Regions from separate parts of the Zea mays genome. Here region 2 is linked to region 1. Evidence: chromatin contacts called from public Hi-C data. All regions are on one chromosome and are shown on one strand. Each heading gives the region's core, a stretch centred on a gene start, on an enhancer-like site or on the middle of the called end of the contact. The rest is flanking DNA. Distances are from core to core; before and after follow the strand shown. Region 1 holds the start of LOC103641812 (DNA glycosylase superfamily protein). Region 2 holds the start of LOC100194145.

Region 1 (3,505 bases), core at 664-3,163:
CGATGTCGAGGAACGTGGTGGCCTCGTTGCTGATCGAGGAGCCGCCGCCGGCGAGGTCGGAGAGGGAGCGGATGGTGATGAAGGGGGCGTCGTGCTGGTGAGCGAAGAGGGCCACGACGTCGCTCTTCATCTCCACGAGGTGCCTTCAGGCTGCGTGTTGCAAGATATCCCCAATGGCTGCAAGGTACAACACAGCAATTACTCTATCTCTTGTTCTTGGAAGATTTCAAGTAGGTTTTATGTTTAGTTGTCTAGCAAATCCTTGCAGTGAATTTCCTATCGTGGCCCATGTATACCAGTATGCATGACTTTGGTACTTTTTCAGAAATGCCCATATATAGTGGGGTTGTATTGTTAGACAAAGCATAGCATTGGTGACAGCGCATCACATTTAGGATGTCTTTGTATACGTTCATGAAACTTCAAACCCAAAACTAATGTCTTCTATAGAACATTGAAGACAAGAGTTGTGTCCAGATTAATGTATGCTTTACTACCCATACCTTCCTAAGGTAATTGACTCTAATTTTTTGGAGATGGAGCTGAGAGATATACACAGCGACAGAAAAGATGGAGGAGCATGCCATGTTGTTGGGCACACTCATTTCTGTTGGGATTTTGTGGTTGATGAGATAAGTACCGATGTGTCCATTTCTAATATCAAGATGCATTATGATTATTCTAACCCTAACTATATAAAATTCATCTGATGCAGGTATTTGCAAGCTCGTTGGCGTACCCTTGAGAAAGAAAACATCGGATGAACGGCGAAGGCTGGCTGCCATTTTGTGTATATCGTGATGGTTTCAACCCTGAAATATATCTGTCATTGTGGTTAGACTACTACAAAAAGAATATAGATGCTTACTGAAACAATCATAATTCAACTAACAGTCACACATACATGCAGATAGAGTCAAACACACTCTGCCACTAACCAAAAAATAACAAGGCTACTCACTTTGCAAAAAAAGAGATAAAGAATAACAAGGCTACTCTACGAAGGACGTGTGAGTAATGAGTAAGGACAATGATGATAGTACTGCTTCCTTAGGATATAACTCATGCTCGCTCCTCATTATATCACTTTGCCAGTTTACTTTATTTTTTGGTGTATGCTTTTTTAGCATTAGACACGTAGTATGCTATGTTAGGCTTGTTTACTTTATTTTATTATTGCAGTTTGAGTACCTATGTCATGATTTTATTTGATGTTATGTTCTGGTAATTCATCTTCAGGGTTATGTTGTGTACCTTGTCCGTGTGAGACGTGGTGGTAGGAAGAGGCTTTTGCCCAAGTGTATTGTCTATGGCAAGCCAAAGCACCAGGGTATCACCCAACTCAAGTTGCAGAGGTACAAGAGGTATGTCGCTGAGGAGAGAGCTATACACAAGCTTGGTGGACTGAGGGTTCTTATGTCATGAAATAAAGTATGCCATGAACTTTTTGCAATTTGACTGTATTATCAGACAATGAATGGTTAGTGATAAAATGTTGCCTGCTGTTGTGGACTACATGATTGGTTAGTGATCAAAAAAGGGAGTTTGTATATCAATGTATTTTATCATATTAATCACTATTCATATAATGTTGTTCTTTGCCTCTCACATGCGTGGGTTGTTGGTTGACCCGCCTAACATCGTAGCTCACGTCCGTTGCCTCCCGACCCTTGCGCCGCACTCTCCCTTGCACGGCGCCGCCGCTATCGTCGTCCCCAGATTTGTGCTCTTCTTCCCTGTCCAGCCGATACACCCTCCCCTCTGCTCCCTTCCTTCAACAGTATTACATGTTCCCGTTGCAACGCACAGACACTCACCTAATAATTTTATAATTAATTTTTGCTAGCTAGCCGCGGAAGATGCTCTCGTTCTCCCAGATCTCGTTCCCCTCCCCCTTTCATTTCACCCGGGTCCAGACCGCACGACACACGCGAGGCGCGACGCCAGCACGAGCCACCCAAGTCAGAGACAGAAATCACCAAGTGTCTCTCTACTTCTCTACCTTGCCTAGCCAAAATCTACTGCCGACCACCACCGCGGCAGGCACACGGAGCACCCTCCACTCCACCGACCAATACCAGCGGCAGTAAATTCCGAGGCCGAGCAGCCGCTGCCGAGCCTCGAGGCTCCCTTCTCGCTTCCTTCACCCGCCTACTCCTCCTAGGGTTTCCTCCCGCCTCGCTGGCGTGCCGCCTCCCCTCGCCATTGCCGCGGGGCGTTCCGCCGCTCGTGGGACCCGCATCGAGACTCGAGAGCTGTTCGTGCTGATTCCCGCGGAGCCTTGTGGCTGCGACTCTGCGGCGTCGGGTGGAGAGGTTTTGACGCCCGTGGGGGTTTGGATCGAGGGCCCGGAGCTGTGTCTCCGCAATGCCGGGCTGGTCTGGCGGCGATTGCTAGGGTTTTCTGGTCGGATTTCGGTGGAAGAGCTGAGGTTTTGCTTCGAGTGCGGGAGCTGCCTGCAACCCCCCCCCCCCCCCCCCCCCCCCCCCCCCCCCCCCCCCCTGGCCCGAGCTCGGTGTTTCCGCAGCAATGCCTAGCCGATTTTAGCTCGCTCTGGGGTTCCGAAGGGCGAAGGGGCTGTCGGGCGGTTCGAGATTGCAAGGAGTCGGTGGCTCGGCCCAATGTCCGGGGCAAGCGCGAGGGGGCGGCTGTCGCCAGCGTCCGGCGGCGCCGGGGACTCCGAACCGCGGTCCGCGGGGGGCAGGACGCGCTCGGTGTCCGCTACCCGCGGCCGGAAGCCCTCGCCGAGGCCCGGGAGGGATGCCGCCGCGGCGGCAGGGGCGACAGAGGAGAGGAAACCCGCCGCCGTGCCCACATTGCTGCCCTCGCTCAGCGCGCCCGCGGGGATGCGTCGGCAGGAGCTGCTGCTGCGCTCGGGTCTGTCTCTCGACGCGTCCTGCTCCTCGGACGCGTCCACGGACTCGTTCTGCAGCCGAGCATCCACAGGCCGGATTGGGAGGCCGGCGTTTGGGGCTAGGAAGAAGAAGACCCTCTCTCAGACTGATTACAAGCCTGTTTCCATGCTGGAAAGGGAGGGTGGATTGGCTTATCAGACCGATGCTGCTGGTGTCAAGAGGAGGTGCGCATGGGTGACAGCAAATACTGGTGCGTGCTTCTGGTTTTGCTTGCATGTTTTAGCATTTGATGTAGGGGTAACCTGCAATTAGTCCAGCATAACACTTTGCACTGATTCAATAGTTATTCTGGTGTAAACAGAGAAGCTAAATTTTGGGTCTATAATGGCCAACTAAAGGTCTATCTCTCAGTAAGATAGAGTCCAGAATGCTAGTTGACTTAAGCTTGGGCTTTGCATAGTGGGAACTGGGAGCTATGTCAACTGTTTATGATTGGGAGCATTACAGTCTTCAGTTCTCCTATGAGTATTATTCTGAGATCATAAAATCGGTTTTAAGAATGCTGTTTCTGTATGTCTACATTGCAATCTCTATGTTGTTTTGCACTGAACCAGTTCATTTTGGAGCAGAGATTTGAACGACCTGGAGGT
Region 2 (3,505 bases), core at 266-2,765, 280 kb after region 1:
TTGGTACCATTCAAGATTTTTTTTTGAAAGAATCAATTCTTATCATTGTTCTATTTATTTGCATTCACAGAAAGTCGAGAAGCTGAAAGGTTTATGCCTTCAGTATGCCACTTCCATCCAGATCTTGATGCCATCTATCGATGTCGCTAACTCTGAGAACACATCGAAGTCTAGGAAGTCAAGATCAAGAATCGATAAATCACAGGACAGAGACCAGCAGCTGAAACTAGCATCAGAGAATGTTGTCATGTCAGAGTCGATCCTGTACGTATCCGCTCCTCTATCTACCCTTGAAACGCTGGTATTAAATTAAGTTCCACCCATCTAACATCGCATTGGTCTTGGCTGGCTGCAGGAAATTTGAAGCAGCGTTCAATTCAGAGCTGCAGAGTCTTGCTCCTACGCTGAGTAACAGTTCACAAGCGGAGCCGTACGTGACTCATCTCGCACAGTGCATTCTTGGCGTGCGAATCGGCCAATGAGTTATTTGATGGGCCGTACCCATACCTGCCTGCCTTCATTTGGACTTTTGGCACAATGCCATACTCTATGTGCGCCGCTGCAGTCAAGGTAGGTGCATATCCGTTTCTTGTGAATGCTAATGTGGAGCTACGACGCGTTTAGTGACCCTAGGGTGGTGTCGGGAGCCTTGTTATCTTGAGCTCGAACCTTGCTGTGTGTTTATCAGCTGCGACTCAGCATTTCGTGCTGTTGATATCTGACAATAGCAATGTGTGGTTGTGTTGTGTTGTGTTGTGAGACTCAGATGTAAGCTTTGTGGAGTTCATTTCCACGTGTGTGGGAAAAGTGTTTGGTTTGAATCGAACTGGGCATTGGTATTCCACGAGAGTTGGTTAGCGGCCAGTAATGTAATAGTAAATATCATGCTATTAAGCTAATTTAAGTTGATGAAATCCAAATAAAGCAACTCCAAGAGTCTAGTTATAAATCCTAGCCAATTATAGAGTTTTATGGACGACTCTTTAAAATAGATAACTTCTTCAAGGTGGGGTTAACCAACAGATTCTCTAAATTTAACTTTTCACATCCACTTATTGCACCTGCCGCCACCAGGACTGTCGTCGTGACATGCAGCTGTAGAACACTACCTGTGATGCCGAGCCAGATGAAGAAGCGAGTATGAAAGCCATGGCGCTTTTCATTTTTTTTACCGAGCAAAGGCACTTCACCGAGTCTCTTGGACTTCTCTAAAATCCGGTCCATGCGCGGTAACTTTAAGTTGGGTCCACCTCCACACGAATCAGCACGATAGTGCGTAGTGGCAGGCTGCCAAGCTCAATCAAGGATTCTGGACTCAGCATGCCAGTCTCCTCTCGCGGCCCTGTTGTTTGCCGGAAATCCGCTCGGGGACCCCGCGCGCACTAGCCATTTTTGCGCTCTACCTCCGCACCAACCATCCGCGGTTAGTTCACTTCCCACACTCCCCCACGCCACTGTTTCAGTGTTCCCCTCACCACCCGAGCCCCACCACCAGTCCACCACCACCACCGGCCCGTGCCCCAGCCACAACAAGGCGAAATCAGGGGTGGTCACGCCGAGCGACTACGCGAAGACGCAGTCGGCGGGGGCGAAGATCTCCCAACCCACATTGCGCGCGCGTCTACGCCCGAGGATCGATGGTTGGCGGCGGGGGGCGCCGCGCGGCGCTGGGGCGCTGGTGCCTGGTGATCCTGGCCGTGGCCTCCGCGCTAGGGGTCTCTGGCCCCGCCTTCTACTGGCGCTACAAGAAGGGCTTCTCCTCCTCCTCCCCCTCGTCCACCGCGGCGGCGGTGGCTTCTTCCCCGTCGTGCCCTCCCTGCAGCTGCGACTGCCCGGCGCCCCTTTCCCTCAAGTCCATCGCCCCAGGTGATCTGTCCTGTTCAGACCCTCTTTCCAGATCTTCCTACAGTTCTCGCCTGATCAGTGTCGGTACGCATGTCTACCCATAATTCGTTAGGTAAAACAAAAAATAATAATCTGTATTTTGGTCGGGACTAGGGTCATCAGATGAACGCCATAGCATATGGTACAGCTGACGCATGCATATGGGTAGCAAATAAGCTAGTTTTAGTTGCTGTGTCTAATCGTCTATGATGAAAACTCCCAGTTGCAGCTATGTCCACATTACTGACAGGAATTTGTGTTTATTGCAGGGCTTGCCAACTTCTCAATAACAGGTTTGGGTCCTTCCTTCACAGTTCACACTCCTGTCAATTGAGGCATGGGTTTCCTCATATTTGGATGAGCATAGTGGTTATCTTATGATAGAATGGCAGCAATCGTCATGGATCACTGTGTTCTTTACTTACTAAACTGAACAATTCGTGAAGCTGCCTTCAGTAGTTCAGTCACTATGATGATGCATGGGGTGATTTATAGACCTTATGGAACCTTCTACTTGGGTTATTCTTCACACTACAAAAAATGCACGAGCAAAATAGTTCTTATGAAATGAAAGTAAAATTATGTGTTGAATTCTGAAAATTCACATTCTTAATCATTTAGCCTCAAATTGTCTTATGTGAAAAGAAAAGCTGAACACTAGAATTCTAGCCTATCAAGTATGTTAAGTGCTGCATATCTTTAAGAGTTGGATTTTATAATTAGGTGCGGAACTACAGAGATTTGTCTAATGATGCGATCTACTGAAATACCTACTGTAGGCTTCTTAAAAGCATCCTGTTGTTGAGAAAAAAATATCTTTTTCTTCATCTTGGTTTGCATTTCATAAGTCTTTGGCATCAGGCTATTACCCTAACAATATAGCATAGATGAAAGTTAGTTGTGATTAGACCGTGTCCAGCAGTTCACCCATATGGTCGCCCAAAAAACTATTTTGCACTGTAGACCGCACTGTTCACAAAGTGGAGTTTGAATATAGGTATGGGGATGAGTAAGCTGCTGAAGATAGCCTTAGTATGTGTTGACGTTCATAACATCCAATGAAGCTCAGAGATTGTTCTTCCATCCAACTAGATTTGGCATTTTGGCACTTTTTAGATTTGGACGGTATATTTGCTTCATCAAGGTTGCACAAATCTTCCTCACTATGCTGCACCATTAGTTCTTGTGCTTTTGTATCTCATAGCCACCCAGTTTTCCAGAACAGGAATTGTCGAAATATTTGAATCACCTTATTTGCACTGTTTTCTATGTCTACCTTTTTCTTTCAATGCACACTTTCCTGACCTTATTATTGCTATTATCAAAATATTAGGCTAACTGAACTAAAACTTTAAAGTTTGTGTTGAAATATGCAGATTGTGGGAAAAACAACCCTGAGCTTGCCAAAGAGATGGAGAAGCAATTTGTCGATCTTCTTAATGAGGAACTCAAGCTGCAGCAGGTTGTAGCTGAGGAGCATAGTCACCACATGAACGCCACTCTTGTCGAAGCAAAAAGACAAGCTACTCAATACCAGCGAGAAGCCGAAAAGTGTAATGCAGCTACAGAGACCTGCGAGGAAGCTCGGGAGCAGTCTGAAGTAGCAATTTCAAAGGAGAAG

The links. A called contact is a pair of places that touch in the nucleus more often than the background predicts.
Region 2: a Hi-C map of ear shows a contact between it and region 1, with 2.5 times the contacts expected there. The contact joins the promoter of LOC100194145 here to the promoter of LOC103641812 in region 1. A contact is called at or near these places in 3 of 25 Hi-C or Micro-C datasets (ear, leaf and tassel).

Annotation. Positions count from the first base shown.
Region 1 is chr10:130,921,319-130,924,823 of Zm-B73-REFERENCE-NAM-5.0, forward strand. It overlaps LOC103641812 (DNA glycosylase superfamily protein), which reads left to right and starts at 1,914. Exons shown (of 5, transcript XM_008665141.4): 1 at 1,914-3,105. The coding sequence starts at 2,622.
Region 2 is chr10:131,202,110-131,205,614 of Zm-B73-REFERENCE-NAM-5.0, forward strand. It overlaps LOC100194145, which reads left to right and starts at 1,516. Exons shown (of 3, transcript NM_001139196.1): 1 at 1,516-1,866; 2 at 2,154-2,177; 3 at 3,261-3,505. The coding sequence starts at 1,638. It overlaps LOC100274060, which reads left to right. Exons shown (of 21, transcript NM_001148439.1): 20 at 71-264; 21 at 356-746. The coding sequence ends at 482.